Linked DNA regions of Sus scrofa: region 2 is linked to region 1. The links are chromatin contacts, called in public promoter capture Hi-C maps. All regions are on one chromosome and are shown on one strand. Each heading gives the region's core, a stretch centred on a gene start, on an enhancer-like site or on the middle of the called end of the contact. The rest is flanking DNA. Distances are from core to core; before and after follow the strand shown.

What was found. Promoter capture Hi-C pulls out the DNA fragments that hold promoters and counts their contacts.
Region 2: a promoter capture Hi-C map of liver shows a contact between it and region 1, with 4 times the contacts expected there. The contact joins the enhancer-like site here to the promoter of CCDC28A in region 1. A contact is called at or near these places in 4 of 5 promoter capture datasets (fetal liver, liver and skeletal muscle), 30 of 47 Hi-C or Micro-C datasets (adipocytes, adipose tissue, alveolar macrophages and 17 more) and 2 of 2 datasets of contacts at active chromatin or transcription factors (alveolar macrophages and skeletal muscle).

The regions. Positions count from the first base shown.
Region 1 is chr1:25,661,790-25,667,169 of Sscrofa11.1, forward strand. CCDC28A (coiled-coil domain containing 28A) reads right to left here and starts at 1,488. Exons shown (of 6, transcript NM_001244669.1): 1 at 1,343-1,488. NHSL1 (NHS-like protein 1) reads left to right here and starts at 1,765. Exons shown (of 7, transcript XM_021087407.1): 1 at 1,765-1,894.
Region 2 is chr1:25,834,469-25,840,078 of Sscrofa11.1, forward strand. All of the region lies in intron 1 of NHSL1 (NHS-like protein 1), which reads left to right. Among named protein-coding and RNA genes, the nearest start is that of NHSL1, 170 kb to the left of the region's middle. Within about 2 kb of position 2,188, at least 28 of the 83 cell types and tissues checked have an H3K27ac peak or open chromatin away from gene starts, as enhancers often do. A contact at or near this core is called in adipose tissue, alveolar macrophages, embryonic fibroblasts and 5 more, where this site is marked.

The DNA.
Region 1 (5,380 bases), core at 238-2,737:
TATCCTTCCAGGAGTTCCCATTGTGGCTCAGTGGTTAACGAATTTGACTAGGAACCATGAGGTTGTGGGTTCCATCCCTGGCCTTGCTCAGTGGGTTAAGGATCCAGCGTTGCTGTGATCTGTGGTGTAGGTTGCAGACTCGGCTCGGATCCCACGTTGCTGTGGCTCTGGCGTAGGCCTTTGGCTACAGCTCTGATTAGACCCCTAGCCTGGGAACCTCCATATGCAGTGGGAACGGCCCTAGAAAAGGCAAAAAAAAAAAAAAAATAATAATAATAATAATAATAATAACAATATCCTTCCACATTTCTTTTTTATTTATGCACAAATATTAAATTATATTTCTGCATGTATCATAAGATGAGAAATTTATATGGCTCTTCACCTTATCAGACTATAAAGTGCCTTAGGTACATTAGACCTCTTATTGTATGTTGTGTTGAATTTAATCATGCTATGACCCTTGAAAAAAGACTCAAATTCATTGATGTCACTCCTAAAGTAATTACTTGAGAATTTTAATGAAAACAGATTTTTCTGCCATTGCCTGGACTCAGTGCAACTAGCACTGTTATTTAAACCACTGGCTTAGGCTAACTCTAGACAATCAAAACTAGAGCTAGGATACCTCCAAAGAACCAAAGGTTGTAAAGGAAAGGCTCTATTGACCAGTCTATAATTTCAGATAACAAAAGTAAATCCGCTTAAATCCTGGCTAACAATTTTTCCTTTTAGAAGCATTTTTAGTAACAGAACAGACATTTTGGAGTTGTTTCAGCATGCAAAATAAATGTTAAAATAACTAAATAGAGAAGATGGGATATCCATTCTGCAGAAAGGCAAGGATCTGTATAAATTTATGATAGATATAAACACATTGGTCTTTAAATTTAATGATGCTTATACACAGTTGGTGATACAAAAAGAGAAAAAAAAACAAAACAGAAGGTAAAGCAATGCAAATAAACCATTCTAAACTAAGATGTTTTGAAGGGCCAGTGCTTAAAAATAACCCCCCCCCCTTTTTTTTTCTTTTTTGGTAAGGTAACATTACTAGCACAAGAGCACCGAAATCCTTCTTGCATACCAAGCAACAAGGAACGTTTCAGAGAAGGCCTTCATAAACTGCTTGTAGTCTAACTCACACATTAGTTTGAGGCAGGAATTCACAACCCCCAGGCAGGACCGCCAGGAATCCCTCTGTACATTACCTTATTTCCCTCCCCCAAGGAGCGGAGCTGAAACCACCCTTCGCCCCCTAGAATTCAGTAATGGCTAGAGTGGATCGGGGAAGGGGCTTACAGGTGGACACTGAGGGAGTGGCTGTGCTTCCACTTCATACCTCAGGAAGAAGGGGATCGGGGTCCTCTTCCTCAGCTTGCAAAGACTCCGGGGCCTCCGAAGCCACCGCCGCAGCTGCAGCCGCCAATGCTACCGCCGCAGCTTGAGCTGGGGTCACATCCCGGACCTCGCGCCTCCACAGTGAGCTTTGTTTACGGAAGTGACGTTAGGAGGCGGAGCCTCCGTGCCCTAGGCGCGAGCCTGGCCTTTTCCTGTTCCGCCAATGCCGCTCTCGTTTCCGCCCCTGGGACCGCATTGCTTCCCATGTCCCGCCTTCAGCTGTACCTTTGGCGAGCTTGGAAAGGAGAACCCATAGCTTGGCTTTTATTTTGGGGTCTGTGGCCCACAAGAAGTGAGCGTGAGGGGCGGTGGTGGAGGCAAAAACCGGAAGTGCAGTACCCTTTCCGGAAGTTGCCCCATCCCCTCGGTGTGTATCAGCGTCCACGCACTACAACTCCCAGAATGCTGTTCGAGCAAGTTTGGAGGCGGAACCAGAGTGTCGCCATAGCAACTATCCCGGAGAGTTTCTGACACATCGCCGGCATTTGGCAAGGTAACCTACTTTTGTCTTGGAAGCCAGCGTGAAAAACTGATTCTGTTTAGCGATCCCGATGCAGAGCCCCTAAATGAAATTCTCTTACTGCTGCTATATAGGTACCGTTTAGGCCCTTGAAAGAAGTTATCTCACTACAATCTATAAGCTGGGTGTGAGAAATACCCGTTTTAGAAGTGAGGACTCTGAAAGTCAGAACTGCTAATAAATCCAGGTCTCTCTGTCGCCAAGACACTTCACTACACGTACCGCCTCTGGAGAAGTAATTGACGTTTGAGAGAGATCGAACTTTCCTAACGGGGGGAGAATCCATGTATCATTCCCTAGTTTGGCTAGCCTTTCCTGTATCCGGGTTGCGGGTGGAAAGTTTTAGGTTCACTGACAGATTGAAGAGACTGGAGAGAACCACATACTTTCTCCTCATTTGCTAATGAGGAAACAGTATTAGAGGTTATATTAATGCCAAAGAGGCAGAGCAAAGACGAACGCAGTTGCCTTGGTTTCTAGTATATGTTCTTCTACTGCCACCCTTTCCATATTTTAAAATTCTGAAATGTTTTAAAAAGAAAAACAGAGTAAACATTCACTCACCCACTGTCCAGAATGAACGGATGTTACATTTTGTCATTTTATATCTTTAAATGAAAGAAATAGGTTATTTGAATAAAGTAGGTGCCACCTATTTTCAATGCCACTCTCCTTCGGAGGGGCAACTCTGGTCTTATGTTTGAAATGCATTTTGCTAATCTAGGTTCGTATACTTTCATTATTACTAAGTATTTGTAAACTATATATAGAATAACTTTGAACTTTTGAAGTTTTATGCTATTATGTTTTGTGTATTGATCTACAACTTGCCTTCTCACCCAGTTCTATGTTTTTGAGATCTATGCACACTGATACAGATGGCTAGACTTCACTTGTCTTAACTATATAGTATTCTAATCAAATAGGCTTACCACACATTATTTGAGAATTCCCGTAGTGATGGATATTTAGGTTGTTTCCCATTTTTCACCATTACAAACAATACTCTTGGGTGCAATCTTCTCAATATCTTTTCTCAGTATCTCTTAACTCTTCTCTGAATTGTCTGATCTGGATAAGCAGAGCTTGCAAACTGGTGATTCACATGCTATTTAAATTTTTTTCAAATTAGTTGCTAACAATTGAAAGTGAAGAGATTAGGAGTTCCCATTGTAGCTCAGTGGGTTAAGGACCCAGCGTTGTTTCTTTGAGGATATGGGCTCGATCCCTGGCCTCGATCAGTGGGGTAAGGATCCTACATTGCTGCAAGCTGTGGCATGGGTCCCAGATACAGCTTGGATCCGGTATTGCGGTGGCTGTGGCATAGGTCTGAACCTGCAGCTCCAATTCGACCCCTAGTCTGGGAACTTCCATATGTTGCTGGTGCAGCCATAAAAGTGAAAAGCAAAAAAGTGAAGAAATGAAAAATGGATGTCATCTCATCTATTTGGCATCCCAGTAGCGGGAAGATCTGACTACTCTAGATCTTCCCTGTAGCCTGGCAGTAGTAGGTCAAGCTCAAGAGCGGCTGCCTCCTTCAGACCAGTTCAGGTGGTCTCCATTTTTCTCTAAGGCCCAGTGCACTTAGCACCCATCTGAGCTCTGGGATATTTGCATTTGCAGTACCTGATATAATGTAGGGGTGCAAGAAGGTACCCTTCCAAATGTACATAGTTCATGTATTCAAAGTTCTGTCCTGAGTCCCTGTTTTGGCCAGACACTGACGTAAGGGTCAGGGGGCATCCATGAACAAGATGGACAAGAGCTCCACGGTCAGAGATCTTATATTCCTAATAAAGGAGACAGACAGTAAATTAGTAGACAAATAAGGCAGTTTCACTTGGTGATAAGTGCTCTGAAATAGGAGCTAAAGGTCGTAGGGAGTTATTGTAAGGGGTGAGGGTACTGAAGATGGAGTGCCAGGGAAGGCCCTCCTGAAGAGGCAACACTGGGGAAGTTGAGATATGAATGAAGAAGCCAGCCATGGGATAATCTAGGGGAAGAGCGTTCTTTGACAAAGCACATGGCTAAACCATGGCCTTTAAGCACAAAAGAGCTTGGCATGTTTGAGGAAGCAAGGGGTCGATGTGGCTGGATTGTACTGACTTGGGGACAGAGTGACATGAGGTAGAGTCATAGAGGTACAATTTCTAATGTGATTGATTGATTGATTGATGTATTTATTTTCCTGTTTAGGGCCACACCTATAGCATATGGAGGTTCCCAGGCTAGGGGTCGAATCAGAGCTATAGCTGCTGGCTTACACCACAGACACAGCATCACAGCATCCGAGCTGCATCTACAACTTACTCCATAGCTCACGGCAACGCCAGATCCTTAACCCACAGCAAGGACAGGGATCAAACCTGCATCCTCATGGAATGTGGTTTATTTTATTTGAAATTTAGAATTGAAAGAAATTTTGTACTTTGAGACATTAGATTTTCCTTCGTACTGCAAAAATTCTGCTTTGGGTTGTTAAATGCACTTTGTGTAAATCAATCGGATACTTTGCTCCTAAAGAGAGTATATATTCCCAGGATATGAGCTGTGATCAACAAGATCACTCCCCTCCTCCCCTATTAACATACTCTAGAGTATGTTTTGGAGAATATTTTTCTTATGGAAAATTTCAAACATATCCCAAAGAAGACAGAACAGTATAATGAATCCCATGTGCCCATCATCTAGCTATTCACTCATGGCCAATCTTGTTTAGTTTATACCCCTTCTGCAACATTGTCCCCTCTTCAGTGATACATTGAAGCAAATCCCAGACCTCACGGAAACCATGCTGTTTCAGTATGGATCACTAAAAGACTTTTTAAAACTTTACCACAATATCACTATTATTCTTAAAACATCAGTAATTACTCTACCATTAAATATGCACTCAGTGTTCAAATTTCCATTAGAATTATAAGTGCCATGATTTTTTTTCATATTTTATTGAATCAGGAATGTTTTTGTGGAAGGCCCTCAGGTGGTGCATAGGTTTGGAAGTCACTGTTGTATATCCTCACTTATTGAATTAAAAGCATGAATTATCTGAGTCCTGTCATGACTCAGCTGTAATGAACCCGACTAGCATCCATGAGGACAAGGGTTCGATCCCTGGCTTTGCTCAGTTGGTTAAGGATCTGGTGTTGCCATGAGCTTTGGTGTAGGTTGCAGATGCAGCTCAGACCTGGCATTGCTGTGGCTGTGGCGAAGGCCACAGCTGTAGCTCCGACTCAGCCCCTAGCCTGGGAACTTCCATGTGCTATGGTGCAGCCCTAAAAAAGACAACAAACAAACATGAATCATCTTTCCCCTTGAAGTTACACTCTAAAGGAAAAGGCTGGTATCACAACCCAAATCAAATAGGTACTCTGAGTTCCTGGAAAAGAATCACCCACTTGTTGTCCCTTGTGTTTCTTCTAGGGAAGAGAATTTTGATTTTTGATTTTTAAACTTGGG
Region 2 (5,610 bases), core at 938-3,437, 170 kb after region 1:
ACCTGAAGATGTTGAGATCTTTGCCAGAGAATTGGCTTTGCATGAGAGCTGCAAAGGAAGAGGTACTATGTTTGGTTTAATCTTTCAAAGAGAAGTTTATGGCCTTTTTAAAATTTTTTTTTTCTTCTTAGGGTTGTAAAGAAGGCAGTGTTAAAGAGAGAAGAGAGCCGGAAATGCCGTCTTGCTATTAAAAATGAGGAGAAAGATGGGCTATCTTGGCACTACCTTTGTCAGTTACACATTCTGCAGCAGGTGCATATCAAAGATGGAGCGGCAGCCCGGAGCCTTGGCAGCCTCTGGACCCCTCATTTTCTTTTATGTCATGTCTATCAGGACTCATGGTTTTTGTTTCCTAACTATTTCTCAACTCTCTTTGTGCTGGACTATTTCTACCCATTGAATGTGTGTATCAACCTTTTCTGCTGATTAAGGAAGTTCTGCAAGGAAACATTCTTTTTATATTCGTTTCCAGGATCCCCTATTATATTAAAGTTAGTTGGTCCTTTAAAATACAGAATGATAGACAGATACCTTTAATTTTAACTTGCTTGCCCCTTCTTAGGTCTATTCCCTTTTCTTTCATACTCTGCTTAGAGACTCCGTGTGTTAGGTAGGCTGAGTGAACATGCTTTTGGAAGAAAACTGGTTTTCACAGTCACTTTCTGTCTCATGTCAGTGATGGAGCCACTTATGAAGCTCCCTCTAGAGGTGGATTTGCTGTGCTGTGTAGCACACAGTAGTCTTGGCTTTAGCTTAGCGAACACTCCTGGTACTGACTTTCTCAGGTGGTCTCCAAAGGTTCAAGACATGTGATGAAATGAGTCCCCAGTTAGGGTCGTGTCTTGGGTGGGCTGTGTGGGGAGCAGGGACTTCACTCATGTGAACCAGCCACAGCCTTCTGCTCCTGGATGGCTTTGTTTTAAGCACCTACTCCTCTCAAAGTAACACCTGTTTATTTCTTTGTGAAAATAGCCCAGAAAAGAAAAAAGGCCACCTGTGAATGCCGTCGATTTGTAAACTTGGGGACTGATGAAAATCTTGCTATGAAGCCCTTCACTTATTAATGTCAGTGTGCTCAGTGTTCGGTCCATGCACCATCAGTCCTTTGCCTATCGACTTCAACTTTGTAGGAAGCAGAACAGTGGTTTTCGGCTCCGGCTGCTGCTCTTTGGGAATCATGTTGGATTCTGTAGACCTGGCATTGAGCCCGTACATCTGTAGAGTTAAAAGCTCCCTAGGTGATTCTGATGTACAGCCATGGTGAAAGCCCATTGAAACAGACTTGAGCAGGCACATCAAAGAGTTCAGGGAAAGTGCACGGCCACTTGGAGTCAGGCCGCAGGAACAGGTAACGAGGCTGTTTTCACTGAGAGCCAGAGGGCCGTTTCGATTTTGGAAGCCCAAAGGAACTGGCCACGCTGGGGGCCAGGAGAAATTAAGCTCTCAGGGATTTAGCTCTGTATGGGCTCCTCCTCCCCATTCCCCTCTGACTTGACAGACTTTGACCTTCTCCTGAAATAGCTGTGAATCAGAGTCTATGCCACTGAAGAAGAAGAATATATGGTGCTATTAGAAAAGCCCTTTCTCCACTCTGTTGCTGGAAAGGAAGAACCAGGGCAGGGTGTTTTCTCAAATTTTAATCCCTACTGCCCCCCTTCAGATAATAAAAATGATCAAATAAACTGAAATCCCCTCTTACCCCATCCTTGGAAATGTACTTCGTTCATTAGCATATCAAAGGCTGGGAAAATCCTGTGGTTCTCTCTCACATACACATACATCTCGAAACTTTGAGTTGAGCAAACTTACTTGCATAGGAAGAGGCTTTATGCTTCTGTACCTACAACTGAGCATTTCTTTCCTTAACAGCAGTTTGGGAAAGACTGGCCAAGTCACTTTTTGATTCAGTAATTTTCTGAGGGTTAATTTCTGACAGCTGAACCTCTTTTTAAACTCCTCTTTGAAGTTGGACTGAATTAACAAATGGAAGGCTTGGCAAAGCAGTTTACTAATTCATAACTATATCCCTCTGCTTTCTTTGTGTTGCTAAGTACTATAATCTTTGACCTGAAAGGAAGAATACTGCTAACAAGTAAATATTTAAAAGGCCCCATGAAGTATAATGTTATAATGTGCATGAGTTTGTGCCTGGGGAGCCTGTCTGCTGGATGAAAGCAGTGACTCACTTTTCATCTCCTAAATAGGCTGTTGTTTTACAGTAGGTTGAAAGGAAGTATTTTAAGTGCCAAGAGTTAGATTTCTTTTTCTTTTTAGATTTAGTTGGCCATTGGCTTCACCGATTTGAAGGTGGCGTGTGAGTCAAAACTGCTGAGTGTGCCGGTCCTCTCTGTACGAGTTACGGTGAATGAATGAACTCTGTGCTCCTAAAGGCCACTTGGAACAGCGTGTGGAAACGGAAACATGACTCACTGACAGGCTTGGAGAGTATCAAGGGGGATTCACTAACTTCAGAGCCAGACCCGAGGCGTGGTGAAGCAGGGAGAACCCAGAGGGAATAGGAAACCAGGGTTCTGGTCCCAGCAGTGCCCAGTTGACTGCTTCGAATGACAGTGGCCAGATCACCAGACCTCTCTACTTTCTTTCTGTCCATAATGGGAAGTGTAAATTATTTGTTGCTAGGATCATTTCCAGCTTCCAGACTTAATGAGTCTGAATTCTACGGATTTTCTGGTTTGTGTGGAAGTGGGTGTGGATGTTTTTAATGGTTTTCAGATGGGACTCATCAAGGCTCCATGAAACAAACCTTTATTTTTAAAATGTGAAGTGAATTGCTGTGACAGCGTATGACTAGGGAGTTCATGACAGAAAATGAGGAAGCGAATAAACTTTGATTTACAAGGCTGCGGGCAGCTGGTTTCCTGAGGCTGTGGCATTTGGCACATAGAATGATGCATATGTGATACTCTCAGATAAAGGTTCATTATTATCTACAGACAAAAGCTTTGATCTGTCAGGATTTCTTTTAAAAAGCTGTAAAATAGCCCCTAGCTACCCTGTTCAATGTGCCTCACCATGTTTTAAAAATATATTTAGAACACCCTACTGAAATATATCCACAGACATTTTCATTAAGAAATAGCATCCTGCATACCTGACACCCTCCAAGTTCTTGCTACATGTTTTTTTTGCGTAGTCACTATTGTATAAAGCAATCTTGGAGTTCCTGTTGTGGCTCAGAGGTAATGAATCCAGCCAGTATCCCTGAGGATGTGGGTTCGATCCCTGGCCTTGCTCAGTGGGTTGGGGATCCAGTGAGCTGTGGGTGTAGGTCACAGACGAGGCTTAGATCTAAGTTGCTGTGGATGTGGTCAGCATTGCAGCTCTGATTCGACTCCTAGCCTCCATATACCACAGGTACAGCCCTAAGAAGCAAAAAGCAAAAAAAGAAAAAGAAAAGAAAAATAATCTTGTGTTCTATTATTTTCATTTAATGATTTTCTTTCATGTGGGCTAGATTGTCAGGTACATTGAAATGTCAATGCTATGTCTGTTAGAAACTACCTATGTATTCTTTAAAAGTGATAATCCGGCTTATTTAATGTTTTTTGGGGGGGCTAGCACAGTATTTTAAGGGTCATGAGTAATTCTCTTTGCCTTTATTATGGCCATGAGGATACATTAATTTTCATGAAATAATTGCACAAAAAAGACCCCCAAATATTTTCAAATGGCAGCTTTCAAGTTAAATCATATTTGAAGTTTTCTGTAATTTTATCCCCCTTTTTTTCCTGCTGCCTAAACTATGGTGTTTGTGTTTTTGATAAACTCGTATTAGTAGCCTCTTACCTATTTTTTTCTGATTATCTTTTGCAAATTCTCCACAAAAAGATATTCCTGACAATGATTATTTCCTTATACATATGGGGGGCCTCCTACAGTGCTTAGTGCTTGACTCCTAACCCCACTAGGTGGCGGTATTATTGTTTTCAGTGGGGAACCAGGTTCAGAGAGGCTTGCAATTGATGACATTGTCATTAAGTATGAGCTGAAATCAAGATTGGAATCCAGCTCCAAATATCTGTTCCAGCTTATCTTGGGGGTGGGGGAGAAAAATGATCAAACCTTGCTTCTTACATGATCTATTCAGTAAATTTTTACTGAACACCCCCAGAGTTAGAATTTTCTTCTCAAGAAATTGTGGACAGGAGAAGGGGTAGTGTGGGGGAGACGTCAGTTCCTGGAGGCAAACTAAGAAATCGCATATGCCCAGCTTATGGGTGCCCTGTGAGTTCTTGGAGGCATGTGTGTGCACATGTGCGTGTACATGTGTGTGTGTGTAAATAAACAGCCACTTTGGAAGGTCAAAATGATGTGCCAGAGGAAGGGGCGCTAAGCTGAGCCTAGAAGGGGGCGGGTTGGACTCTGTCGAGGGGATCTGAATTGAAGTCCGAGAAGCTTGGGCTAGATTAGCAATGATGGCTTTTGGGCAGCATTTGACAAGCTCAGGGCAGATGTGGCAGGGTGCAGAGGCAACGTGAAGCACACCTGGATCGAGCCGAGCTGGAAGCTGCTGGAATTTTCCTTAGGGGTGGAAGTGAGAAAGGTAGAGGGACAACTTGACTTTCATTTAAGGGAGGTTATCCTTAAGTTTGGGTATGAAGGTGAGAGTAAGGCTTAAAGGAAAACTTAATGGTTTGGAAGAACTGGGGCAACGTGCAGAATAAGCATAGAAATTCTGCAGAAAGATGGGGGCCGGGTGGAGGTGGGCGATCCAACTTGTGGTCGGGCTGTTTTCTCTGTTTACGAGGTGTTAGGGACTAGCACGAGCGTGAGGGCCAAGTTGCAGCCCTCAAGGGGCAGTGAGGGCTGGGGTGGGGGCAAACTGTCCCGACTCAACAGAATGTGTGCTGAGAAGCAGAGTGTGCGAGGCAGGGTTGGGGGGGCATTTTGTCCTTTGAAGTAGAGGGGATCAGAGCGAGAGGAAGGCAGCTTGTCCGACAAGCACTCCCTCCCCACCGAGCTTCCCTAGTCCTTTCTCCGGAGATTCTGTCTCTGGGGTGGGGCCACAGAGTAATTTAATAATCACCCCCCCCCCATTGGCATGCTGATGAGCAGGCAAGTTTGGGAAACACTGATATGGACATGGGGGTGTCCCAAAGGCTGGATGACATCCTCTGTTCTATTTCTTCTGTAGCTCCTCACGCATCTGGCCTGTGTAAGTACAAAAGATGCGTCTGAAATAGGTTATGGAAGTGAATGGAAACTTGGCTAGCTTTAGAAGATACTCTCAGGATTTGAGATTTATGCAGGATTCTTTGCTGGTTCCTAACCCACTTTTTTTTTTTTTTTTTTTTTTTTTTGGCCTTTTCTAGGGCCGCTCCCTCGGCATATGGAGATTCCCAGGCTAGGGGTCTAATCGGAGCTGTAGCTGCCGGCCTACATCACAGCCACAGCAACATAGCCAGATCCGAGCCACGTCTATGACCTACACCACAGCTCATGGCAATGCCAGATCCTTAACCCACTGAGCAAGGTCAGAGATCAAACCCGCAACCTCTTCATTCCTAGTTGGAGTCATTAACCACTGAGCCACGAGGGGAACTCCCCTAACCCACTCTTGGCCAGTGTTTGAATACAATAACTCCATCC